Regions from separate parts of the Mus musculus genome. Here all the other regions are linked to region 1. The links are chromatin contacts, called in public Hi-C, HiChIP or PLAC-seq and promoter capture Hi-C maps. All regions are on one chromosome and are shown on one strand. The core of a region is the stretch at or near the end of the contact, and the rest is flanking DNA. Distances in the headings are between cores, read along the strand shown. Region 1 holds the start of Cdh11 (cadherin 11). Region 2 has its middle 7.8 kb from the start of Gm39234. Region 3 has its middle 40 kb from the start of Gm32531. Region 4 has its middle 120 kb from the start of Gm32531. Region 5 has its middle 71 kb from the start of Gm32531. Region 6 has its middle 100 kb from the start of Gm32531. Region 7 has its middle 11 kb from the start of Gm32531.

Region 1 (3,520 bases), core at 400-2,899:
CACGTCCACACGGAGTGACAGGCGCTTCCTTTCCAACAGTATGGTTACTGTGGGTGGGGGGTAGGGGCGGCACCCAGTGTCACAGGGACCTGGAGATGCTGCGGAAAACGCAAGCACAGGGCAGATATTCCAGCGGTCTTGTCTGCGCCTTGGTTCCTGATCTCATTTCCAGGAGCCCGACGGGGACCGTTGATCTGTGAGAGTTCCGGGTCCCCAGGACTGGTGGCTAAGTGCTTTGGTGGTGGGATTCAGCCACCATTTGTTCTCCCTGGGTTCTCAAGTGCCCTTCCCATGCGCTTTGGGTCCTGGCGCTCTCTTCCATTGGTGGCCTCTTTTCTTTTTTTAACTTCTGATTCCTGTTAAACTCCCCCTTTAGGTCTTCCTGCTTCTGCTGCATAGTCCAGCTTTTGTCCCTTGTCATTTTATTGTTCTTTTCCTGAGGTCGCCACTCCCAAGCCACCGCGACTTTCCTCAAAAAATCCCTTTTTATCCTTCGCCCATTGGAAACTCTACTTCTGCTCTTTCTAACATCTTCCAGACTGGAAACTTGTCCTAATCCAAGGTCCCCACTGAAGCATGGATCCTTAGTTCCCAGTCACGGTGCGGGTCCCCACGCTGCTCTAGGTAGGAAGAGCGCCCCGCCCCGCCCAGTCCCTGGCGCTTTTTTTTTTTTTTTTTGAAGATCCAGTTCTTCTGCCCAGACACTGTAAAGTGGACAGGAATCAGGTTGGGGTATCCTTTGCTGGGTTCTCGTGAGAAAGATATAAACAGGGGGCTGAGTCAGGGTGCGGGTATTCTTCACGTAGGCCCATCCTCTGGTCGAATGGCATTCTCTTTGGGGCCTTGAGGGGCTCTGTGGTGTCCATTCTGGGAGGCAACAAGTGAAACTGCCGGATGGGGGTGTTGCTTGTAATTGGCTGGAACAGAAGCTAGAGACTCTGTCCTGGTGGGGCTGACCCTAAAGAAGGCTTTGCATGTAGGGTAGAACAACATTGAGGAAAAACTCTATTCTTCTCAAGTCCGAATGCCCCTGTCTAGTGTCTTCACCGATTTCCCCGCAAGCGGATTTCTCAAAGGATAGATACCGGGATGCTGAAGGTTCGTGGGAGAGGGCACTGGGCAGGAGTGGTCAACGTGGAGATATTTTCAGAGTGCTAACTGATAAAGCCTAGAATGCGCTCCCTAATTCCGGATTGCCTCCCCTACTTGGGCAATGCCTTCCATCCAATCCATCCTCCGGCGGGCCGGTTGAGGCCCTAGCTTGTCCAGCTGGAGCGGATTTCAGGAAAAGAGGAAAATGGGGGCTCTCAAGCCCTCTCCAGCTTCCCTCCGTCGTCCTTCCTGATTGGCTGTGTATCCCCGGAGCCCAACTTCAGTCGCTCCAGACTGTGTCTGAGCCCCCACAGGAGACGGAGCGCTGCGACCCAGGGCAGGAGGGGCGGCCAGGCCACCTATTCCTGGGTTTGGCATCTCTCGGGGCCCCAGGGGGGGAGGAGCGCCGACAGGGTAGGCATCCATCGCCTCCTCCAGGCCCAATTCTCGGCGTCTAGCAGCCTCGGTTCCTCTCCGCCCCCCTTTCCCTCCCAGCGTCGGCCTCCCTCCTCCTCCCCCCTCACCCGCCCGCCTGCCCGCCACCTCCCCCCGGTTTCTCATTCCTGCCACTAGCGCGCTCCGCGGCTCATTCCGCGGCCGCCGCCAGCTGAGGGGAGCGTCGCGGGCCGAGGAGCAGATGCCGCGGGGGCCGCTCGCAGCCGCCGCCGACTTGTGAATGGGACTCGGACCGGGGCCCGGGCTGACACCGCTGCGCTCGCCCCGTGCCAGGGACAGCCGGCCAGGAGGTCGTGTCCACCCGCAACGGCCCCAGGTGAGGCGCTCTGCTCGGCTCTAGACCCTATCTAGATGGGGCTTCTCGGAGTAGGCAGAAAGGGGAAAGAATTGCTTCTGAAAGAGACTGTTGCGGAAGGGGGAGGTTGCTGGCTGATGGAGATCAGTAAAGCAAAGCAGAAGGGCTTTTTTTTGGGGGGGGGGTGAGGTTAAAAATCAGAGAAAAGGGAGGCAGCCTGCTGTGGACGCAGGCAGAGCAGGGGTTTGAGGCGCCAGATGTGCGCTCCCCGGTTCTTTGATTGTTGCCCCCCCCCCGGGGTGAGGGGCTGTTGCACCAAGGCTTCAGCACAGGGGGATTGCTTTGGGTTGGGGCAAGGAACTGCAGAGCGGAGCTCTGGACACGCAGACTGCTCCCGTGATGTCTCTAGGGAAAGTCGACCCCTGTGCGGTGCCCGCCCGCGCTGCGCCTGTTCCCCAGACAAGATCGCTCTCTGCGGGGTTCCTAGAGGGGATCCTCCCGCGCCTTCCTAAAGAGCTCCCCTAGACCCGGTGCCTGTGTAGAGAGTGCGGTCGAAGCCCAGAAGATAGCCGGCGGCCGGGAGGGAGCGGCGATTGGATTGGCCGCACTTTGATAGTGTGGGTCGGGGGCTGTGGACTGCGGCTCAGAGGCTGGGGGTTGCGGTGTGAGCTAGCCCCTCCAGCCCCCGCCTTTTCGGGGACTTCAGTCACCTATCCTAACCTCCCAGTGATGCAGGGAATGCTCTGTGAGCGGCTCAGACTCAGACTAGACTCGGGCTTGGACTGGAGGAAGCTTTCTAGGGTCAATGTTAACTTTGAGAATCAAACCTTCCCGGAAAGCCTGCGCCTCCTCTCGGAGCGCTCCAAGCCTCCACTGTTTCCTCACAATCGGCCTCCCTCCCTGTGCTTGGCCTCCCAGCCGGGATGTGCTGAGAGCAAGGAGCAGCGGGAAGCTGGAGGCTGCGGGAGCATCCAATTCCCCTCGCAACCCAGCCTAGCCTTGGCAGGGTCTTTTCGCTCCTGGTCCCCGGAGAAAGTGGGACCCAGGAGGCTTCCTATTCTCTCTCTTGCCAAGGCCCGGATTTCACCCGGGCTCCGCACTCCTGCCTTCAGCGGGTGAAAGGTTCGCTAGATGTTCGAAGAAGCCCTGTTGCTTTTTGTTAATAATGCAGCAGGAATTTCACGGGCTATCGCACTGCTATGAAGAAATTGCATCTTCTAATTATTTAACGGTGCCGTTTCTGCATGACGGAGGGTCGTCCCTGAGGGCTGGGAGTGGGTTTGTTAATGAAAGCCTGGCACTGCAGGAGGGTAGAGATTTGTCTAAAAGTCTCCCCTTCATTTTTTTTTTTTCTTCAAGAAATCTTTAACGATGGCTCCCGAATCCTTTCCTATTTTCTCCTGATCGGTCTTATCTGTGGACTAGGAAGCAGTAAGTTTTGGGTTTAATCACAGAAAGCAGTGATAATTAATCTGGCGAGAGGATAGATCAATTTCCTTATCTCTAGGGCTCGTAGCAGACGTCCAGGGGTTTGCGGGGTGTCTGGAATTTCTGGGGACCGGTCTACAGATGTGTTCTCAGGACCGAGGATCCCTCTCATCAGCATATTAACGAGGCTGAACTGAGTGCGAGCGCCTTTAAGGGTAGCAGAGAAAAAAGAGAAGGGACTGGCCTTCA
Region 2 (3,742 bases), core at 904-3,403, 500 kb before region 1:
CACATATTTGCATGCACACACACATACACACACACACACAGATATAGTTACCTCCTAAACATAGCATCAGGTTCAGTCTGACCCAAGTAAGTCCTGTCTTTTTCTCTCTGTCTCCGTTTCTAACACCATTGGTTCCTTGTTGCCCTCTATTTTTTCTCCACCATCCTCTCCCTCTGTCCTTCCTCCCTGTGTTTCTCTGATCTCTCCTTTTTCTGCATTTGTTTGTCTTTCTCCTCACTCAATTCTCTTAATTTCCTTATCTGCTTGCCTCTATATCATCCCCTCTCCTCTCCTTCTCTCCCCCTCCCATTTCTCTCAGCTTTGAAATTCTCTTTCTGTCTCTGTCAGGTGGTGACTACACAGTCGAACTCTATATCCAAACAAAACCAGAGAAGGAAATCAGAGAATGGGTCTGCTGGGTTCTTTTCCCCAAAACCTGAAAATCTGGCCATGATCTCTGAAGCTGTACAAACTGTGGGCTGAGCCAGCAGCCTGCATTTTTTCTTTGCTAAGGAAGAAGTTAAGGCACTGCCCGAACACTCCTCTGTTACACACCCCCATTAAACACATTCCATTATACAACTCCCCCCAAACATGCACTCCATTGTACAGCAGGAAGTAGGTGGAATTCAGCACACAGCCATGATGCAGGCAGCCTCAGGTGCCCATTTTCCTCAGGCATCTGCTATGCCCCCTAGCATTCGCATCCTCCATACGTCATATTACTCTCTCCTGAGGAAGAAGAGTTTTCCTGTGCTCTGACTTTCCCATCAGCACCTGAACTGCTGGTTCTGTGGAGGAAGGGATTCTCTGTTTTCTTTACCCTTTCCAAATGTGTTGTTAATCAGACGTTTTTTGTCATGGTGATAAATGCCCATTTATCACACATGTGATAAATGTGAAGCAGTTTAAAGGAGGGAGTAGCTGCTTCGTCTTGCAGGTTCAAGGTTTGAGTTCAAGCTCTGCTAGATAGATTGCTCTGGCCCAGCGATGAGGCAGAGAGCATAGCAATGAGACCATAGCAATGAGACCATATGGTAGAGGAGGCTGCTTACCCAGTGACAGACAGCAAGGGGACAGCAGGAATGAACTAGGGACCAGATACAGCCCATAAAGACATGCCCCTGGGGAACTTACTGCCTCCAGCTAGACCTGACTTACTAAAGCTTCCAACGGTGCCCAAAATAACATCAGCAGCTGGGGAAGCAACTCTTCACCACACAACCCTAGGGGGACATTTCATATTAAACTCATAACAAAATAATTTACAGTGGTCCTGACTTTTCTTTATAAGAAAAATAAGATATGATGAAATAAATTGAATGAGGAATTTGGGCTACGTCATCTTTGAGGTCCATCCTTATGTTATCACTTTCTGTGATGTTTCATGAGTTTGGAAACTCCTAAACTCATATGCACAAGCATACACACACAACACACACACACACACACACACACACATACACATATGGACACATATACACATGCAAATACAGCATTGGGGTCAATTTAAGTTTCTATAATAAGGAAAGCTACACAGAAAAGCACTTCAGTTTTCTTTGATGCAAAAAGGAAGTAAGTAGGGCTTGTGATCAATACTTTAAAGAAGGGATAGCCAACCAGTGAATGATTGCCTCCTGGCCTTACAATCATCCAGTTACTCTCAGCTTCTCTCCAAGAAGCCCCAAAGCTGTTGTATCAGTGGTGTCACAGTATTTAAACACCTACCCATATCTGGAAAAATACCTGAAACCTGTAGGTGTTGCAGGCGACATCAAGAGTCCTGAAGCTGAAGATGTGCAGTATACAAGAAGACTTGCTTTGCTTTCTCAGTCATTTCAGAAGAGAAGGACAGTGCCTATAGTATTTGCGGACACTTTCTGTTGTGTTCCTCATAGCATCATCAAAACAAATGCCCAGCCTGAGTTCTCAGTGCACACCTTGGCTGTGCATTACGCTATCCCACAATTAGCGCAGTGATGGGTGATCTGGCAGCCTGAATGCAATTGCTGCGAGTGACCTATTATTACCGGCAGATTACATTTTACATGGAAATTAAATGAATTCTGTCAGAGCTCTTGGAGAGAAGAAAATGCTTCATTGTTCAGCGCTGGGAACTAGAGAGACTGCACGTGGCGATAAAAAGACCTGTGTTTGTGCAAACAAGGCGTGGGCTTCCCCTTCGAAAGATGCATTTGTTACACCAAAGCTTGAAATAGGAAATATGTGTGGGCAGAAACCACGGAGATGAAAGGGGAGAAAACTAATTATTACTACCAGCGCATTTGCGGATCAGGGTATTTATATAATGTGTTAAATTTCCTCTGTCGGGAAAATGTTTGTCATACCAGTGAGAATGGAACTCTGCCTTGTAGGGGATATTTTAAGGCTTCAACACTTTTAGTTCAGTTCAGTTTTCTTTCTTGAAATCATCTCTTCGAGTTTTCTTCAATGAGTGGTGCCTTTTAAGTATCGCCTCTCTTTTGCAGGTATAGTGTACCCCTTTTTCTCTGAGTGTGCTTTTTGGCTTGTCTTATTTTCCTCAGGTGTATTATAGATATCAGTATTAAATAAACCGTGAAGGGCAATGTAGCACTTCCATGTTTGGGGGGGTCCTCATTATTAAGAGTAGAGTGGCGAACCTCCGTCTAGTCTTGGTGGTCATGTGGTAATCTAGTCTGTGGTTAGAACGTCAAATTGGAGGCCTTAGTAGGATGACCTTTGACATTTGCAAACTCAAGTGATGACCCAGACACTCTGAGGTTACATGTCTGTGGGGTTTCTGGTTTGGGTTTTGGGTTTTCTCTTGGATTTTCTGGTGGGTTGTGTATCATAAGCAATATTAACAATTAGGGCTTGGAGGAAAAAAAACTATAAGAAAATATTTCTTCATCGGTCATGGAAATATTAACTGGGAATGTCACTAAAGTCATTGGGAGACTGGGCCCAAAAGGGGGAAAGTACTGACATTCTAGACTAATCCTCCAGAAAGGAAAGTACAAGAGCCTCAGACTTTCTATGGGCCATAATTGCTGGTGGAAATCAGGAAGTGCTAAGGTTCTGGGAAGTCCTGAAGGACTTGGTCTGAGACATCTGTGTACATAACAGAGAGATGGCATGGTGACCTGACAGTCATGCTGGCTGAGGAAAACCTTGGTCCAAAAGAGAAATGTTTGCCTCTGATTTGCTAATAGATTTTGAATAAGATTCTGAAACTGTAAGCCTAAAATTAAACCTATAAGAAGTACCAAATATATTCTCTGTGATAAGTGCAAGCCCTGTCACCTCTACTGCAATGAGAAAGCATCAAGTGGGTTAATTCAGATGGGACCCTGTAGTCTCAATCAGCAGCTCTGAGATACAGAGAAATGTATTGGATTGATTAGTTTTTAGAGGTATACTATAACTCTCACTGACAGTTCCTGGGCATAACACATAACTGCAGAAGACTATGGGGTTGGATGTCTCACATCAAAATGTGAACCAAGAGCCCAGAGCAATGGGTCTACATCAGGACTTTCAGCTTAGAAAAGGAGGGAAACAACTGAGGAGAAACAGTGTCCCTAACACAAAGCAAGAAAGTTGCAGTGGCCTTTTAGGAGATTCAGTGCAACTTGGAGGAATGCTAAGGCCATTTAAAGCATTCAGAAAACACTGAGCACTAAATTACCCTGTGGATACAAAGACTTCAGATACTCCACATATATGGCTGTGGACTCCAGATATCCCATTTATACATCAT
Region 3 (3,439 bases), core at 598-3,097, 450 kb before region 1:
GATTATTTTCTTAAAGCATGGTGAACTTGGTACTAATGGGCTTAGAACTGAGCTGCAGTAACTGTGATGTAAGCGGGTGGGGGAGCACGATGGGCATGGTGCTCTGAAGTCCTGGGAAACCAAGACTCTTGGATAGAGAACACCAGTAAAGAGATGACAGATACTTTTTTAGGATAGTAGTAAGGAATTCATTGTCAAACACAAAGACTACATCCAGGAGGTCATCAGTCAGAGCGGGGATACATGAGAGGTGCCAGGGATACAGAAGGCTATCCTCTACTGTGTTCCAGAGATCTTTCTCCCAGCAGACTTTGAATGAAGGACCACCCCAATCTCCCGCCTACACACTACTACCCTTTTCCATTGCTAGGAAAACCTGGGTGTGGGGGGTCACATGTTCCACAAATCATGAGGAAAACAGCAATCTGCACCCACACATATATGAGAATGAATGCATGCACTTACCTGTGGGTATCAACAAATATTTGCAGATATTGGATACATATGTGTCAGGAATTGCAGGCATAGAGGAGACAGGAAGATATCCCTTGTGCAGAAGGAGATACAGCATAGTTTTATGGTAAAAAAAATATACTACACTCAAAGGTGCTCATCCTACATCATTGTCACAGCTTCTCTGTGTTCGCTGAAAGACATTCATCACTTACTCTCAGTGTATTCGTTTTTAAGGAGGATGAGCATAAAATTGAGGATCAAGGTAAAGACTGGAAGTAATGCAAGTAAAAGTTTCAGTGTAGCATGTATTCATTTAATGTCATTAAAAAATCATTATTACACCAACCTTTAAGCAGTATTCATAGAGTGATAACCGCAGAAGCTAACCTCTCTAGCAAGCAGTACGTTTCCATTCAAGAGTGTTGATGGATGAATGGAACTAGAATGTATTCCATACATGTAGGAAATTATTGACAAGTAAATCAGTAAAGACATAGGAAGAGTTGGATTAGGGAAAAAAAAAAGCTGTATTTTTGACAGTACCATCAAGGAGAGAGGGATGCGTTTGAAGTCATGGTCATGCTGTATTTTATTAAGAGAGAAAAAAAAAGTTGCCAGTAGCGCTCACATGTAACTTTGCCCCAAAATGGACAGAAGGATGTGTGGAACTGAACAAGAAAGCACCTGGTTGCTATTAACACAGTCTTCCATGTGACATTAACTGCTTTAACTGGAAAGCTCTAGGGGGAGAGAAGAAGAAAACGAAACAAAACGTTCTTTGGGGAAAAGGATTGAAAGAAATTTACAACTTCTTTAAATACCATGAGCGGATCATAAAATTGCAGTAGCTACTCAGTAGTATAAGCACACTGGTATAAAAAATCAGTCGTTCATGTATGCTCTTGGCCACACACTAGTCACTCCAAGTCAGCCAACAGTTGGACACTAGGCAGTTCTCAAAGCTCCTGTGCCAGGCATCCCACAGGACCCTCATATTCTCATGATATCCTATCCAGACTTCTAGTACATAGACAAAGAAAACCTAGATTTATTGAGGTCAAGTAACTTAGTCAAGGTACTGATGGTCTGAATTTATAACCTCTGAGTCCATTGCTTCAGAGCACACTGACAAAATTTCAAAGCCATGAATCAAGCAGTATGGATGTTGAAAAAAAGGTATCTGAGGTCCCAACATTTGTGAGTTCCATGTTAGGAGATGCCCATAAAGTCCCGTGTCTCTCTGATCAAGGGGCAAGCAGAAATGGCAGAGCCAATATGAGGCTGGGAAGTGAGGTTTCACGAAATGCCGAGTGGGGGACAGTTTCTTTCCCTTCCTTCCTTTCCTCCTCTCTGACTCAAGCTCCCCACCCTTTTCATGGTAGCTTGGTTTTACTTTCTTTGGCTTGAAAGCAACTTCTGGAAGACCTCAGCAGTCCGGAGACACGGAAGACAGTCAGCCAGAGGAAGACAAACAAAACTGACACCGAGCAAAAACTGCAAAGGCATTGAAAATGTGAGCTCTAATTTTCACTCCCCTGCATGAAGCCTGCCAGACGCAGGGCTCCGAAAGAGAAAAAGAGAAAATAAATCTGATTTGCTCTAAAAAACGGGCCAAAAATAACCTTGCTTTATCTTGCAGAAAAACACAGAAAATCTTTCCTTTCTTTCTGTGTGGTTGTCCTTTCTCCTTGGCTGGGACGGAGAGTAGGAGCCCCAGGCTCAGGCCTGGAAGAAGACAGTGGACCAAAACAGTCTATGGGACATGGAGATGCTGGGTTGTGAGCAAAGCTGCTGACTAAAAGCCCTGAGTTTGGCTAGGGACAGCATGCTTGAGGAAGAGGCAGCTGCTGGTCCCAGAGGATCTCATTTGCATATGCTAATCCAAAGTAATTTCTGATCAGTAATAGGCCCTCCCTGCATCCTCCAAAATATTTTCTGTGTTCTTGCTTCCCATCCTCACTGACCCTCAGAGTTTCTGACAGTTTTGCCAAGTTCTCTTCTCTGGACTCCTCTTCTAGGCTATTTTCATCTTCCTCAGGTTTTCTAAAATACAACTCCAATGTCCCTGTCTTCTGGGTGACACATCATCAAGTGCAGAAAACAGTCTCTATTAAATCCAGGGCAGCATTCGATTTGTCTCCCTCTGACCTCAGCCCCTCAGCCATCTTTCTCAATTTACCACATGTTTGTTTGTTTGTTTGTTTGTTTGTTTTTCCTTTCAGGGTTGGTCCATAAACCTACTTCGCTCCCTCCACTCTGCCTCCCCAGCCCCTTCTTTTATCTCCCCAATCTCCAGGACATTCTTTCTGCTCCAATGGTAGTTTTGCTCTGAGGGAAGAATTCTTTCTGCAAATGATATCTCAGTGACTTATAATTTCATTCCTGGAAAAAAAAAATACAGTTTTCCCGAAACCTACTGATAAGGAACCCAAGGTCAGAGAGGAGACAGCCCGTATTCAAAGTCACAGGCTCATCAGAGACAGAATAGATGCATGCACCCCATAAAACTGGGATGCAAACTCCTGTGATTGGCAGCTGCCTAGAACATGTGTATGAGGTTTCCTCAGTTCCTGAGCTCTCTAAGTGGCATGATGCTGCTTCTGGAATAGCAATGCTGGGAGAGAGTCCAGGTGTTGCTGCTGTTGGGGAGAGAGCTGATGATGTTGCCCTACACTGTTTTTGGCCTCTTAAATTTCTCCACAATACAGAATCTACTTTTAGCTCAGAAATCAAACACGGTGTTATTGTTCTTGCCAATTTCCTGTTTTAAAAACAAAACAAAACAAAACAAACAAACAAACAAACAAACATAATATCCTATTATTTTGCCAAGGGGGGATAAAAGTCCTGACCGAGTCAAAGTCAGTGTCCGTGAAGACACGGGAGCGTAGGAAAGAGGAGGCGGCTCCACAGTGAGTGTGTCCAGGGTGGGAAAGGGAGCTGGGATGTGTGATGAGAAGACTTTGGTGAGGAAGAGCCTGTC
Region 4 (3,530 bases), core at 148-2,647, 360 kb before region 1:
CAATGCATAGCCAGGACAAAGTAGTGGCCCCTTGTGCTACCACATGTAAAAGCTTCATTCCTATGATGGATTTTTACATGTTCCATCGTACAAAGTAGAAAAAATGACTTGTTATTATTTTCTCTCTTGATTCTTCCCATAAAATTATAAATTCATCAGGGGCAGGAACTCTGTCTAATCAGTAGTCATCTAGTGTAGAGATTTTGTTTTGTATTACTATTAGTCAAGTGATTGCCTATGATGTGCTTAATAAATGTCTTTTGGCTGAATAAAGTACTTCAAAGGATGCACAGAGAATGTTAGCATCATTCTGTGAGTACTACTGTTTTCTTCCTCTTTCCCTATGCATTATCTATGATGCTCACATACCTTGTAATTCAAGCCTGCTTCCTTTTGTGTGGGGACAATTCTCAGCAGCCTATTTCATGGTTATGCCTCCACTGTGGCATGGTCCAGCTTGCTCCATGGGGAAACAATCAGAAATCATATAAATTCCATTTCGGGATTCCGTTCTGCATCATGAGCTACCAAAGCCAGGAAAATAATATCATAAAAAGTAAGGGGTGGGACCTCGTACTATCTCATTAATTTTTTCTTACCAAATAACCAGACTCTATCTGTAGCATTACCAGCAGACAATACTTACAGTTATTTATTATCTCTTTGGGATAGGCATTATTGTTTCACTTAAGATAATAAGATCATAATATAATAATAACACCCCTAACAGTAAAAGTATACCTGGTTCTTGTACATTTGGATATTGTTATTTGGCCTCCACATACATGATCATATTTAACTCTTAAAACGTGGAATCAGGTAGTGATACTGTGGCCATCTTTGTTTAAATAAACAAACTGAGGATCTGTGGGATTCAGCAATACGCCCTGCCTTCAGCAAGGAAGCTTAAGGGGAGCACCCACATTATGTGTTTCTGTAGCTTACAAGCACCGTGTCATACTGATTGCATCTGTGCAGGGTTCCAGCTTTCAGTGGCAGGTGACTAATGGGGGACAGGCAGGTAGATCAATACTCACAGCACACAGACTTGGGAGGTGGAGAAGGCAGCAGGAATGAAGACAGCTGAACCCTCTAAAGAGACAGACAGAAGGTTTTGTGGCAGGAGCAATGCTTCCGAGAGAGCACAAGGGAAATAGATGAATTTTATGGTGTGTGCGTGTGTGTGTGTCTGTCTGTCTGTCTTTCACACAGGTGAAGAGAGAAAGGTTCAAAGGAAACAGCCTTTCAAGGACAGAGGTGGCAAGGGCCCAGCTGCTTCCAGTGTCACTGACCCATTTTGTATGCATGGAAAACCCACGAAAACTAAAGGGAAACAGCAACGAGGGCTTTGATGCGACTCTGCTGAGAGACAGACTGGCTCACATGGTAATGCTGAAAGGAACATCTTGCTTTACTTAAGTATGGGTTGCCTGTGCTTGTACAAACATCGAAATCACCTTTGAAGCTACAGAAAGAAAAAAAAAAGCCACAGCATATCCAGCCTCGTTAGGTTCAGGACTGAGCTCAGGAGAATACATTTTGGTGCGTGTTCCAGATGCTTCTGATGAGATGCCGTGGCTCACACTGCGAGAGATGTGGCACTTACGATGCGGAACCATTGAAGCTGTTAAAGAAGGGATGAGATAGAGAACGCGATCACAGCTGTGCTTTACAGTATCCCGAGTCCCTCTCCTGAGGCTTCCAGGAAACACTCTATCCAGAGGAGGCTGAGGCAGTCGGGTGAGCCAGGGCTGGGCCAGAGTGATCAGAAGGGTCACAGAACCAGGCCCAGACCCATAGGCGGCTACTCTCTGACAGTCATTCTTATGTAGAGCTGTGAGACACCATAAGGGGTGGTGGTAATGGGAACCCCGAAGCAAGTGTTTGCCGGGAAGGGAACTCTTGTCACAAAGGAGCCTCCCAGGAAGAAGCCAAATCTGACATTCAGAATCATTCAACCTGAAATATGTTGAGTTGCACTGTTATTCTCCCATGGCACTTTTGCCTTTAAATAGCATTATGGGGATAGGGGCTGTTTCATAATCACAGATGTCTTTGCTTAATTCAGCAGTCCCAAGGCTCAAGATATGGCAATGCATGGCAATTCGAAGGGATAGAGCAGGTTGTCTTCATTTATTCTGTGTTTACAGAGGACTCGCCTCTTGCCTCTGCGGGTAGGAGCAGGGGGATGGGGAGAAATGACCCAGGCTCAGCATGCACTTTAAGCTGAGAGGGAAGGAATAGACCTGCAGACTAATAATGGAGCCAGGCCCTAGGAGAGTCCTGGTGCAAGTCTGTAAACATTCAGAGCTGGGAGAGATGGTTTCTGCTGTGATAATAATCCAAAAGGCAGTGGGCCTTGGCAGAGGGATGGGACTCTGCATACAGATATTAGATATGTACGAAATTTTAGGGTAAGAAAGAAAAGAATGACAAGAGAGAGCTGATTGGGGACTGAAAACAGAGTATTGGCCTTTAAATAACATAATAGAAGGTAAAGATCTACAAATGGTCGAAAGATTAGAAACAACTATTAAAACAAACTACATTTGCCAGATATTTATCATGTGTCAGGAATGGTCCAACTACCTTGAATGTCGGAGTAACCCTAGGGGATGGCTTTTAAGTCTGTCAGACAGAAGAGCCTTGAATATTAGGCTTAATGAGCTGGATTCATTTCACAGGCCAGAGTTTTTAAACAGCTCTGCATAGGCCCTAAGTTTCACACAGAGTCTCAGAGGGGAACTGGGTGATTGGCATTAGAAAAGAAATACAGGGGACAGAGGGTCCTTAAGGCAGTTTTTCCTCATTTGGTTGGTTTAAGTTGGTAAGTAAGGCTTCCTTTGGAGCGTACCTTATTTTCTTAGTTGCTTACATCTGTGAAACATTTGGAGCAGTAAAAGATTTATGACAAAAGTTGAACATGTAAAAGCAAAATTAACCCTGGAATTTGTACGGTGGGAATTGTTTCAAAAGCGCTTCATTTGGAACTGGAGAGATGACTTGGTGGTTAAGAGCATTAACTGTTCTTCGATAAGACCAGGGTTCGATTCCCAACTCCAGCATGAAGGCTCACAAGTGTTTCAAGTGTCTGGAATTCCAGGTCCATGGATCTAACACCCCACTCTGGACTCTTCAGGTAACTGGCAGAGACATGCACTGGGTACAACACCTGTACACATAAAATAAATATAAAGGCTCAAAAATGTTCAAAGTTGTTTAAATCTTCTAGGCTACAGAGAGTAGATCCCAATTTGGGGACACTAGCAATGCTTATAATGGTTGCAATGGGGAGGTGTGAATGGCTCTCAAAGGGAGAGCAGTGGTAGACTCTGGGGATTTTGAACATTGGGTAGAAAGAGCTTGAGGGTAGTAAGGAGGACAGTGTGGGTCTGACAGGCTTACAGGCATACAGTCAAAGCTTTATGGCCTTGGAAAGAGAGGAGGAACTCAGGGCTGGGGCTGACCATAATTAGGATCTAAATTCTCCCTGTACTTGTCTTTCTATCTCTGTGTGAAGGAATTAGCTT
Region 5 (3,528 bases), core at 907-3,406, 410 kb before region 1:
ATTGTTTGTATTAATCTTAACAGAAATATAAAAGGCATTAAGGGATTTTGCATCCTCTTTTCCTCCCTACCTCTTTTCGTGTGTGTGTGTTCGTGTGTGCATATATGTATGCCTATGGGTTGAGACAAAAGTCTCACAGGCCAGGAGACAAGGCACTATTTGTGTTTTCCTCTTCTGTTCTTAGCAAATATTTATGAATGAACATTATATGTCCTGTTCCAAACACTGAAAACACAGACACAAAGAGGAAAAATATGTTCTTTCTTAGGAAATAACTTGGTCATCTATTTAGGGATGCACGCCATGCAATCACTGTGAATCTGAAACCATTACGATGACTTATTCTATAGAGTATGTAGAATTTCCAGCCAAGGATAGCTTTTGTTTTGTATTAACAAGTACTTGGTATTTTTCAAAGTACATGTGAGATGACCCTGAGTGGTAAAACTGAGAGACTGAGACACACATAGCATTCAAGGACAAACTGTGATGAAGAGAGCCAGGCATGTAGTAGAAGTATTAAGGAAGGGATGTTGGTTTTTCTGATGGCACTCCCTACAGGAACAGGCATTCATTTGAGTCCTGAAATATGGCAGACTTGTATTAAAAGAATGAGAATGTATCTGGAGCAAAAGATCCCTTTAGGTACACTCCTTGGTTGATGGTCTAGTCTCTGGGAGAACTGGGTTGTCAGGCCAGCCTATGTTGTTCTTCCAGTGAGGTTGCAATCCCCCTCTGCCAGCTCCAGTCCTTCTGCCAGCTCCTCCCTCTGGTTCCCCGAGTTCAGCCCGATGGTTGGCTCCAAGCATCGTCCTCTGCACTGGTCAGTTGCTGATCGGACCTCCCCAGGGACTGCCACACTAAGTATGATATCATGGGATGGGGGTGTTGATGAAGGGGGTAACCACGAAGTGGGATATCATTTGAGATGTAAATGAATGGAATGATTAATATTAATAAAAGAAAAATATATCAAGAAAAAAAAAGAATGAGAATGTCTAGAGACATTTTGGGGGGGGGGGGAGAATATGCAGTCAGATGCATACTGTCAGGAAAGAAGCATGGGATATTAGGACACCAAGGGAAACTTGGTATAATGATGTAAGTGTTGGAGCATAAAAAACCGAAGGCAATGGATGAGTTGAACTCACGTTGCTGAGTTTGAACCATTCAATGAAAGACACAGGAAAGTGAACTTTCCATGCTGGGTGAATGGGTGGGATGTCAAAACGTCCGTACCTAACAAAGCACCTCATATTTCAGAAGATAGAAGAAGGAGATGACTCATTTAGAGATTTAGACCTGGAATGCACAAAGAATATGAATATAACCTGACATCAGTAACCTTAGTGGTTTTCCCCTGCTCACCTTGATAGCTGGAAGCTCAATGCTATGCTGCTTCAATTTCTAATTGACACTAATTCCCTTCGCCGCATCATCCAGGACTCGTGTATGTCTGAAGTGTGTGGCTGAAGCACTGTTTATATCTCCACATCTGCCTTTCGTTTATGTTTTCAGCTTGGATGCTGATGCCTCTGCACGGTGTTGCTTTATTCAGTGTGGCCAACTTAGGATCCCTTGCCTGGGCTCCTTCAGCCCTTGGTTCTATTCTGTTGAGGTCATGTGTCACACTCTAAGACACTGCTTAGATACTTGTCTGTAGTCTCCCTTCTCCCTTCCTCTCATCATCTAATTATATAAACTGGCTGTGAGCCCAGAAGGATAAAGACCTGGTGATTGAATAAGGAGGTCACTTCAGTTGACCTATGTTCTAAGATTCATGGAGTTTGGTTAAAAAAAAAATTGGACTACGTTTTTTAAAAAGTTAACTCTGAAACTGAAGATGTAAGTCAAGGGTAGAGAGCTTTCCTACCATGTGGAAGGACTTGGGTTGGCTCTCCTGTAACGTGCTCACACACTCGCACGTGGGTGCAGACACACACACACACACACACACACACACACACACACACACACACACACACGAACCCACCCACACAGAGTCAGTTACATAAGTATTTATTAGGATGAATGCATGAAATGGCTTGTTAAGACAGACTGCTAAAATGTACATAAGAGATATATGTTAGACAGATGGCAGTGTGGCTTTCTTTTTTAAAATGTCGCCAGCTTTCTGATCCTAAATGGTAACAGCTGTAGGACCATGTGCTGTCCAATACCGTTCTACCCTGGCAGTTTCTTACATTCCTGCCATTATGATAGGATTTATAAGGATCCCTTTCAAAGGAGGGGAATCAGGGAGAGATTTGAGGGAGATGTAAAAATAGTCTCATAGTTAAGTGAACAGAAACTACCAAACTGAATTGCTGTTGAAATATAACGTGCAGAAGGGAACTAATCCAGTAAGAGCACTGAGGTAATTCACCAAGGCCTTTGCACCTCGGCCATCAGCAGAGAAACTCTCAGCCTGATTGCAGCTACTGAGGGTCTGAAGCCAGAGAGAGATCTAGATGCAGCCCTTGAACACTTCTAGGGAATTCTGTGGAATTATTAAAATGTTAATTCAGAAGCCACATCAAGATAATGCAGAAGGGTTGGAACTCCACAGGCCAAGGTGGCAACTGAAGCTGAGACATGTAAGGAAGACTGGGGCTTCAGGTTGAAGGGTCTGAAGCATCTAGCGTGGGGGTGCTATTTCATCAAAAAATGCTTTCAAAAAGGTTTTGTTGTTGTTGTCTGCCTGACTTTGTTTTTGCTTTGCTTAGTAACACTGACCAGCCAGAGGCCTGAATTGTTTCACTTTCATGCCCTGTTTATTTCTGCACACTTGCCACAGCCCTTACCACCTTCACCCCTCTTCCTCTGTGTCTAACTCAATCTCTCTCTCTCTCTCTCTCTCTCTCTCTCTCTGTGTGTGTGTGTGTGTGTGTGTGTGTGTGTGTGTGTGTGTATGTGTCACACATCTGAGTACACAGACTCATATACACATAGGCATGCAGGCATGCATACACGTACAGATTCAAACATACACAGATACAGGCAGACAAACAGATATACAGACAGACAGACACACACATACAGAGACAGACAGACAGGCACAGAGAGACAGACAGACAAATGCAGAGAGACAGACAGACAAATGCAGAGAGACAGACACATGCAGATACACACAAACACATACACACACATATATGCACACATGAATGCACATAAATATTCACACACAGGTCTGTGAGAGGCAGACAGACACACAGAAGTAGACACTCATACACAGACAGACAGGCAGACAGGCAGACAGACAGACACGTCTCATACCTCTTCTTTATCTGCTGGTCCTGGGTCACTGAGAGTTCAAGGTTGGTCACCATCAAGCCTGATTATTATGGAACAGGAAACATTCCCAACTCACATTTTGCTGCAATCATTACTGAGGTCCCCAGGAAAAGCAATCTATAGTGACAGTAATCAGAAGAAGTCTGCAGGAGGTCGAGTGGCTAGGAAAACCAAGTGAGAAGTCCTGCCTACGTGAATCAGAGGTTTTCTGCAATTGCTTGATGTGATTTCCAC
Region 6 (3,782 bases), core at 933-3,432, 380 kb before region 1:
AACTCGAGCCCTTAGAGATGCACTAAGTATAGCAGTAACGTATATATTTACCTCTTCTTGTTTTTCTCCCACTTTTTATTTTTTTTTAATGTTTGGTGGCAAGTTGTTTTCTTTGTTTTAATCAATAAGCCCAAACATTAGAGCTGCAAGCTTAATATAGCTCACATTCCAGGAACAAACCTCAGGGAAAGCAAGAAGAGTCATGTTGAAATGGTGCTGAGCTCACATCTCCACTGGTCATTGGAATGTTCAGGAAGACCTTGATAGTTTTAGATGAGATGACCTTGCAGTACTAGGCTTGGCTTGAAAGAGTACTGTGGTATTTGTGACAAAATATTACCCCAATGAGCCCTGATATCCATGTGGTGAGCTACCCAGAACACTTGGAGGCTATAGTCAATGGAGTCTTGATAAAGGTTAAAGGAGAACCAAAGAAGGCTTGAGTGGCTACGAAACAAAGAACAGATGACCTCATCTTACTCCTATCATCATGAGTTCCTTTATGAGGCAACAAACCAAGGTATGCATTGTGCTGGGTTTCTTTTCTCCTCAGGTAGAAGTTTGGTAAGAGTTGAATGCACGCTGAGTACATACATTGATACTTCCTATTGTAAAAATTATAGATTTGGAAAGCCAAATACGTTGTGCCTCTTAATAACTAGCTATAGTGGACAGCATTCACTAGCTAAGGAAACATTCACTGAATGTCCACATCGTGTTCTGCTTTCTACCGTGTGCTGGAGATGCAAAGATGAGCAAAAACAGATCGCCTCTTGTCTTTTAAGGGCTTTTGACCTGACCAGGAAGACAGGCAACAGATCAATGAAAAATCATAATTGTGCTAAATGCAAACAAGAACACAAATTGTGGTCTGCCTTTATTGGAAAATTGCTCCCTGCTTTACCTAGTATGGTATCTCTTAAGAATGTAATCCCATTTCTGTCAATTAGATGCCTTATTCGCTGTAACCATTTCAGAAGAAGTGATTTTGAATACAAAGTGCTATGGTTTAGATAGTCAATAGACTCTGTGGCCTGTAACTGGTCTTATGGCTGTAGCACCTAATTATTTACTAGTTGCCAATGGATTACAAGGACCTCAAAAATCAGCAAAAGGTACTTAGCTGATGGTACTTAGCTCCTTGCCTCTATACCCTAATGGAGGAAGCGTCTGGAGTTCAGGAAAGGAAGTAAACACCAACTAATCAAGAAAACGTTTTCTCTGTGGGACTAAATCTATATTGGATGGAAATCGAAAGAAATGTGGATACAAAACTACAACTAAAATGTTAAAGATAGCCAATCACTAGGCCCATAGTTGATTATCAGTTTTTGCTAAGAGAGTATATGTATATAATATTTTGAAAGAAGAGGCTCTTTGTAAATAGGAGGCTCTATCACTAGGCTCATTAGCTGTCCCAGCTCTCTGTGCAATAGGCATTTAATAAATCATATTATAAATCATCGTCTGAGATGTTAATTAAGTGGTAAAACATTTGCTGAAAGTTAAAAGTTACCAAGGATTTAATTACAACCTTGTGGCCACCATTTCTAGTTAATTACACACCCTTCTTATATACTTGATAAACCACAAAACGCACCCAGTTAATGATCAGTTGGTATTAAATTAGCTGGAATTAGTTTTTATTAAAACCAAATTAGATTTTTTTATTTGCGATACAATAAAATAGTGATCCCAGTCCTAGCCATGATGATTTGGGATATTTCTGTAGAGAGTGATTACCAGATGTCTAATTGGGCAATTAATAGATACAGTTTCCAAATTAATATAATTGGGGGATCTAAAAAGAAAACAGAATGATTATTCAGCCAGCAGACCATCCTTTTGAATCGCACCATTTCATTTAGGGGTGTCAACTAGCACTTTTTTTTATTCTTTCAGGACTCTCTGCTCTTCCGGCTGGAGTTATTAAAAGAGTTCCTGGGACTGTGGAATAAACCACTCGGTTGTGGTGCTCCAACGTGATGTCCTCAAAAGGCAAGGCCACACAGAAGGGCATCTCTTTCCTGGCTATGCTGGGTCTGTGAGTAGGTATGATGAGCCTGCATAGGGTTTACAGAACCTTGGAGGTAACTAGCTAGATAATGGGATGTTTACACAGCTGACAAGTATCCAAATGCACAAGCCCATTTCTTTCCAAAAACAATTTGCCAGATGAGTTTGGCTTGCTGTTCCAAAGCTTTTTCATTTTACCACTTAATACGCCACAGAAGGGACGGAGACTTAACCTCTCTATTTCTGCCATCGACTTAAATCCCTTTATAATTGCTTTTCCCACATGTTCAGCACACAGTCCTGGAGAGAGCCCTCTGCCATCTGTGCTCGCTGAAGGGGTGGTCCTGCCCCTACATGTAGATAGGCTCTGTTTAGACCCAATCAGGATCAAGTGTCAGATGTTCTTCACACTGTGTACTGATGCATGTCACTCTCTTCATCTGAATCCCATGAGTCTCTTAAAACTCAGGACACTGTGCTCACCACAGGCACACAAAATTTGGTGGGACTTACCAAAAACAAAGTGGATAGTAAGCCTTAAGGAACTTTTTATTGGGAGGATTAGCAGCATTTATTGTGATGTTTGCACATGTGCATGCAATCTGACTGGATCATGGCTATCTGTCCTTATGCTCTTTATATTGTCTTTATAAAAGCTTCAACATAAAGTATTATATAAAGATTATGAAAAGTCTGGGCACTAATTTCTAGCAGTTCCTGAGGGCCTCATAATGCCCTCTCTACCAACTCCTTCCTTCACTAGGCTTTTCGGATACTCTTCTCAGGATAGGCTTGCACCATTGGGTATTATTTTTATAATTACTTTCTTTGGTATCTTCTAACTTGATGCTGGGACACTCTATTCTTGACTAATTCTCTGAATTCATTTATTCTTTTAGTAAATAGATGTGCAACACCCAACCCCACAAATGCATAAATGAATGCAGTAACAATTTTAAAGACATGCCTATATCTTCTTCAAAGTTATTAGAAGTCCTATATAAAACAAAGAAACAGAGCCATCTTGACAATATCAGGGACATCTTCAATTCGTGGCAGGAGTTCTCCTTGAAGACATTTTTGGTTTTAGTCTGAAATGAGTGAAGAAAGTAAATGAGTTCTGGGCAGCAAGAACAGCATTGAAACGGCCCTGGACATGGGAAGGGGCTTGAACAAAGAAGAAACATAGCCAACGGGAAACAGAGAAATGTGATCGCTTCATGACTAATGGGAGGAAGGGCTGTGGCATGAGTAGAAAATGGGGAGGAAATAGAAAGTGGCAGCTAAAGCAGGTGATTGAGGACCACGATAAGGAGTTGAAACAGCTGGAAAACTTTGGAGTTAAACAGCAGAATGAACTGGTCTGATTGGGCTCTAAGATCATCAATCTTGCTGATTGGTGGAGAACGCATTCCAAGGGGTAAGACAAGGGAGAGTTGACAGGAGATTGTTGAATTTTTCCTGGCAAAAGAGATGGAGGATTGGAGAGGTGGGTAGGCAGTAAAAGGAACTAGATGCAGAGAATTGTAGATATGTTTTCAAAAGAAGAAATCATGAGTTGAGTATGGGACTGGGGCTAGGGAACACTCAAGACTCCTCTGAGGTTTCTGGCTTCAGCCTTTGAGTTTATTCATTGATTCCACATGTGGTCTTTGTTCCTTGATCATTCAATGTATGCCAGAAGCTATATACTATAAAAGTGAAGCTGACAACAAAGGCTCTTAGTCACATGGCGATAACTGTGCCCTTCCCCCAGCCTTGAGCAG
Region 7 (3,819 bases), core at 374-2,873, 480 kb before region 1:
CCCCCTGTCAGAGATGCCAGCAGCAATTTCAAGAGACTTGTCTTTCCAACAATAGTGAAACAGAACAAAACTTCATAATCAGGTTTGCAAATATAATTTGAAAAAAGTGGTATGCACAGAATGGTTTTAGCAATGTCTCTCAAGCCATATGGACCATAGGTTAACTGCTTTCTGAAAGATGCTCACTGGCTTTGACACTGTGGTATTTAAGTGCAAGTTCTGGCAATAGAAGAGATTTCTGGGATAAATAGTCCATTTCCTGGCATCTTAGAAATAGAACACCACTGAAAGATGATTCAGTGCTTGGATATTTGGAGAATATCCTACAAGACAGCATATCTGCTGCCCAGGAATTGTTACCAGGGCAGAATCCCATGACCAAGCTTGAACCCAATCAGTCACAGCTCTCATTTTAACTAGATGCAGGTGATTCATTTGAGAATCACCAATCATGTCCAATGCTTGTAAACCTTAGCTGGAGACTGGGGTAATCTAAAGAACTTAAAAAAACATATCAATACCAGGATTCCATAGCTAGAGATTTAGATTTATTTGATCTGAACATGTTGTCTGAATATTGAGCATTTCCAAAACCTTCCCACATCAATCAAATAATAAGCCAAGGTAAGAGCCATTGATTCAGCCCAAGTTTCTCATATAAAAATAGTTAAGCCGTTTCTTTTCCAAAGTGAGAGACTCACCTCTGAGCTGCCAGCAGAGAATGGGAACCAAGCAATATTTACTTCACTACCTCAGAAATATCTTCTCTTTTCCCTTGTTCTACAGAGGATCAATTTGTCCTAATAACGCAAACTTCTCCTACCTTGCATTGATGATACACAAGAGCTTCTGAAGGCTATTTGATTCTCTGTTATTTCACTCACCAGCCAGAGCTGGCTAGAGCAGGCATAGACTCTAGCTGTGAGAATCAGATTTTATTCTCTAGGTATTGATGGTGAACCTTGAGGCTGGTTCACAAATGGGTACTGTGGGGCTGCATATTCCACCATGGGGATTAGGAACAGACAAAGGCTGCTAAAAGGCACAGATAAAACAATGAATCAAGTACAGAAAAGGGGAGAGGATGGAAAACAGAGACAGTCAATTATGAACCTTATTTATATCTTTAGCCCTGGTTCCCAGGACCAGGAAAGATGTTGTCATCTCATTAGAAGGCAACATCTCCATTCCTGACAGAACACCCGTATTCTTCCTTAAACCAGCTCAAATTAGGTGTAGCCTAAATCATTTTTAAAAGTCCTAACTAATTCACTCCCTTTATTTTTTTCTGCTCAACTCCCATTAGCACGTATGTCAGGTCATCAATGAAACTCATAGTTAAGTGATGAGATTCTAAATCATCCAAACTAAAGAGGGAATGAGGGATATCCACACATCAAGGTAGCTCTTTCTGCACCCCTCCTCCAACCCCTAGTGACACTGAAGATTTTGAAAGAGGGAATGAGGGATATCCACACATCAAGGTAGCTCTTTCTGCACACCTCCTCCAACCCCTAGTGACACTGAAGATTTTGAAAAACAAGTGCCCATGACTGAGGCTCTGAGCTCTACTTTTTCTGTAAATGCTTAAGTTAAATTTTTCCAACGTTCTCAAATGTTATGGAAACAGAAACTGTGACTCAGATTGAGTGACTGGATTCCCCTGGGAATGGCTACTCTGGGACTCAAGAAACACCTCCTTCCAAATATTTATTTTTATTGTAAGTGTATCAATGTTTTGCCATGCCTATAAATCTGTATCCTCTGTGAGTGCCTCATGCCTTCGAAGGTTATATATAATAGGGCATAGGATCCCATGGAACTAGGTGGTTCTGACACACCACATGGGTGCTGGGACTCAAACCTGGCACGTCCGGAAGAACGTCCAGTGCTTTTAACTCTTCAGCTCTCTCTGCAGTCCTACATAGATTTCGATTTAGTTACAGATGGAGGATGTAACAAGGTTAATGGGTAGGAGCTGTAGTAGGCAGGAAAGCTGAGGAGGTGAGCAAGGACCATGGATGGGAGATCTCGGCATCAATTAGAACCCTGATCATGGAACAGATTAACCAAAGCTTCTTAAAGATGCACTTGCCCAGATCTCTTTGGAGGACATGTCAACCAATACATTCATTCTGGGCAGTGGGCCAAGTTACCTTTCCAATTGTACTGAACTTTGTCTGAGGCCATTTGCAGAGTATAGGAGTGACAGAGTATAGCAGTGAGCCCTCACCTTTCTGATGTTTGCATTCCAAAGCATCCCTTTGGAATATTGATTTCTTTTTAAAATATTTAAATTTATATCTACCTTATAATATACTTTATCCCTTGAAATAGCCAGTGGCATACTTCTCCTAGTTGAGATTAATTTCCCATTATTTTTTACTATGTGAACAAAAAGCTTTCAAAATTCCAGCATTGTACCTAAATGGTCTTTCCATGTCGCCATTGTTTCAGTTCATGGGCCCCTGCCAACTTGCTGAGCAGGCAGATGTAGCTAAAGAAATGTTTACTAGCCATGCATCCAGGAACAGAATCTTTGTAGAATACATGGCCATGACACTTCTGCTTCCTTGGACCTGGAGTTTGAACATAGAATGCAGATTTTACAGGTAAAGCTAGGACCCATGAAAAGCTAGTTCAATATTTATATTCCAATTATAAAGAGGACAGGTCTTATATTGGTTGTGTCAATTTGGGTACTTGGTATTCATGAATCCAAACCTTTGCTTTCTCTGGAAGCATTTTTCTGAGGACTGACTCCCTGACTCCGACTTTGTTCAGGTTTTGATCTACATGTGTCACTGTACTGCTGAGCATATCAGGCTGTCCTGCCAGGCATCTGCTCTAGGGGGGTTCACCCTGCAGGACAAGGATCCTTGAGTAACAAACGCTGGCTTTGAACTTGATCCTCATCCTGTTATTTGGTGCTTTCAATAGACAGTTCATAGTCAATTGCATCACGATTCAGTACATGCATATTGCTGGCTTGCTTGCTCGTTGTCAGTCTGTACCAGACATTGTCTCTGTGACAAAAACTGGAGAACAACTGAAGGGAGAAAAACTGCTTTTTTTCTCACAGTTTCAGAGGTTCCTGTTCATTGTGGTGGGGAGGGAGGCTCATATCATGACACCAGGAAAGGAGAGTACATTCATATGCAAGCACTGTACACTGTACACTGTACACTGCAAACTGCGCGCACGCACGCACACACACACACACACACACACACACACACACACACACATACAAAGGGGGGGATATGAATAACTTACATCACTAGCAGGCTTTGTTCCCTTTTGTTCCACCTAGACCATCTCCTTATAGGACAATGCTATCCAAAGTTAGGATGGGACCCTCTTCCCTTAGTTAATGCTCTCTATTAATTCTATCACACACTTATCCAGAAGGGTGCTTTGTTAATCAACTAGGTATGTTTTACTCCAAACAAGTTAACAAGATCACCATTGCAAAATTCATGGAGAAAAATATCACTTACTTTTAGTCCCAGCAGGATTTATTTATTTATTTACTTGCTTACTGACATAATAACTTACTTACTTTTGCTTTTTCTAGACATGATTTATTTGTGTAGCCCTGGCTGTCTTGCAACTTACTTTATCTTTATGGATCAGGCTGGCCTTGAACTCACAGAGGAGATGCCCCCACCTCTACCTCCTGAGCGCTGGGATTAAAGGCATGAACCCCAGCTCCTCCTATACAGGGGTATAGGAACACATGCAGCCTTCTCAACAATGTGTATATATACATTTCAACTTTCTAATTATGAATTGACTTACAAGTATCTAGGCAGAAAA

What was found. Promoter capture Hi-C pulls out the DNA fragments that hold promoters and counts their contacts. Hi-C and Micro-C count contacts between places; a contact is called where the count stands out from the background. HiChIP or PLAC-seq counts read pairs in DNA pulled down with a chosen protein or histone mark.
Region 2: a contact with region 1 is called in a promoter capture Hi-C map of hippocampal neurons, with 6 times the contacts expected there. The contact joins the enhancer-like site here to the promoter of Cdh11 in region 1. A contact is called at or near these places in 6 of 39 promoter capture datasets (the 3T3-L1 cell line, hippocampal neurons, maxillary cranial neural crest and 2 more), 7 of 484 Hi-C or Micro-C datasets (the 3T3-L1 cell line, adipose-derived mesenchymal stem cells, cortical neurons and 2 more), 10 of 115 datasets of contacts at active chromatin or transcription factors (the NIH/3T3 cell line, VIP interneurons, astrocytes and 7 more) and 1 of 9 other capture datasets (adipose tissue).
Region 3: a Hi-C map of nephron progenitors shows a contact between it and region 1, with 6 times the contacts expected there. The contact joins the enhancer-like site here to the promoter of Cdh11 in region 1. A contact is called at or near these places in 5 of 39 promoter capture datasets (the 3T3-L1 cell line, cranial neural crest, frontonasal cranial neural crest and 1 more), 14 of 484 Hi-C or Micro-C datasets (the MC3T3-E1 cell line, cerebral cortex, embryonic fibroblasts and 3 more) and 9 of 115 datasets of contacts at active chromatin or transcription factors (the NIH/3T3 cell line, VIP interneurons, craniofacial prominence and 6 more).
Region 4: an H3K4me3 HiChIP or PLAC-seq map of craniofacial prominence shows a contact between it and region 1, with 4 times the contacts expected there. The contact joins the enhancer-like site here to the promoter of Cdh11 in region 1. A contact is called at or near these places in 4 of 39 promoter capture datasets (the 3T3-L1 cell line, embryonic stem cells, hippocampal neurons and 1 more) and 2 of 115 datasets of contacts at active chromatin or transcription factors (craniofacial prominence and embryonic limb bud).
Region 5: a contact with region 1 is called in an H3K4me3 HiChIP or PLAC-seq map of craniofacial prominence, with 7 times the contacts expected there. The contact joins the enhancer-like site here to the promoter of Cdh11 in region 1. A contact is called at or near these places in 5 of 39 promoter capture datasets (the 3T3-L1 cell line, 3T3-L1-derived adipocytes, hippocampal neurons and 1 more), 6 of 484 Hi-C or Micro-C datasets (the 3T3-L1 cell line, the N1E-115 cell line, cortical neurons and 2 more) and 8 of 115 datasets of contacts at active chromatin or transcription factors (the NIH/3T3 cell line, craniofacial prominence, embryonic forebrain and 5 more).
Region 6: a contact with region 1 is called in an H3K4me3 HiChIP or PLAC-seq map of craniofacial prominence, with 4 times the contacts expected there. The contact joins the enhancer-like site here to the promoter of Cdh11 in region 1. A contact is called at or near these places in 6 of 39 promoter capture datasets (the 3T3-L1 cell line, 3T3-L1-derived adipocytes, hippocampal neurons and 3 more), 2 of 484 Hi-C or Micro-C datasets (both in uterus) and 5 of 115 datasets of contacts at active chromatin or transcription factors (SST interneurons, craniofacial prominence, embryonic limb bud and 2 more).
Region 7: a contact with region 1 is called in a Hi-C map of embryonic fibroblasts, with 9 times the contacts expected there. The contact joins the enhancer-like site here to the promoter of Cdh11 in region 1. A contact is called at or near these places in 6 of 39 promoter capture datasets (the 3T3-L1 cell line, hippocampal neurons, maxillary cranial neural crest and 2 more), 6 of 484 Hi-C or Micro-C datasets (the 3T3-L1 cell line, MC3T3-E1-derived osteoblasts, adipose-derived mesenchymal stem cells and 2 more), 8 of 115 datasets of contacts at active chromatin or transcription factors (the NIH/3T3 cell line, astrocytes, craniofacial prominence and 5 more) and 1 of 9 other capture datasets (adipose tissue).

What each region holds. Positions count from the first base shown.
Region 1 is chr8:102,783,240-102,786,759 of GRCm38.p6, reverse strand. It overlaps Cdh11 (cadherin 11), which reads left to right and starts at 1,649. Exons shown (of 13, transcript NM_009866.5): 1 at 1,649-1,864.
Region 2 is chr8:103,287,137-103,290,878 of GRCm38.p6, reverse strand. No RefSeq gene overlaps it. Among named protein-coding and RNA genes, the nearest start is that of Gm39234, 7.8 kb to the left of the region's middle. Within about 2 kb of position 2,153, at least 9 of the 459 cell types and tissues checked have an H3K27ac peak or open chromatin away from gene starts, as enhancers often do. A contact at or near this core is called in VIP interneurons, cortical neurons, forebrain and 1 more, where this site is marked.
Region 3 is chr8:103,229,744-103,233,182 of GRCm38.p6, reverse strand. No RefSeq gene overlaps it. Among named protein-coding and RNA genes, the nearest start is that of Gm32531, 40 kb to the left of the region's middle. Within about 2 kb of position 1,847, at least 35 of the 459 cell types and tissues checked have an H3K27ac peak or open chromatin away from gene starts, as enhancers often do. A contact at or near this core is called in the MC3T3-E1 cell line, VIP interneurons, cerebral cortex and 5 more, where this site is marked.
Region 4 is chr8:103,146,893-103,150,422 of GRCm38.p6, reverse strand. No RefSeq gene overlaps it. Among named protein-coding and RNA genes, the nearest start is that of Gm32531, 120 kb to the left of the region's middle. Within about 2 kb of position 1,397, at least 13 of the 459 cell types and tissues checked have an H3K27ac peak or open chromatin away from gene starts, as enhancers often do. A contact at or near this core is called in craniofacial prominence, where this site is marked.
Region 5 is chr8:103,198,524-103,202,051 of GRCm38.p6, reverse strand. No RefSeq gene overlaps it. Among named protein-coding and RNA genes, the nearest start is that of Gm32531, 71 kb to the left of the region's middle. Within about 2 kb of position 2,156, at least 24 of the 459 cell types and tissues checked have an H3K27ac peak or open chromatin away from gene starts, as enhancers often do. A contact at or near this core is called in the N1E-115 cell line and craniofacial prominence, where this site is marked.
Region 6 is chr8:103,165,396-103,169,177 of GRCm38.p6, reverse strand. No RefSeq gene overlaps it. Among named protein-coding and RNA genes, the nearest start is that of Gm32531, 100 kb to the left of the region's middle. Within about 2 kb of position 2,182, at least 11 of the 459 cell types and tissues checked have an H3K27ac peak or open chromatin away from gene starts, as enhancers often do. A contact at or near this core is called in craniofacial prominence, embryonic limb bud and second pharyngeal arch cranial neural crest, where this site is marked.
Region 7 is chr8:103,257,920-103,261,738 of GRCm38.p6, reverse strand. No RefSeq gene overlaps it. Among named protein-coding and RNA genes, the nearest start is that of Gm32531, 11 kb to the left of the region's middle. Within about 2 kb of position 1,623, at least 7 of the 459 cell types and tissues checked have an H3K27ac peak or open chromatin away from gene starts, as enhancers often do. A contact at or near this core is called in embryonic fibroblasts, where this site is marked.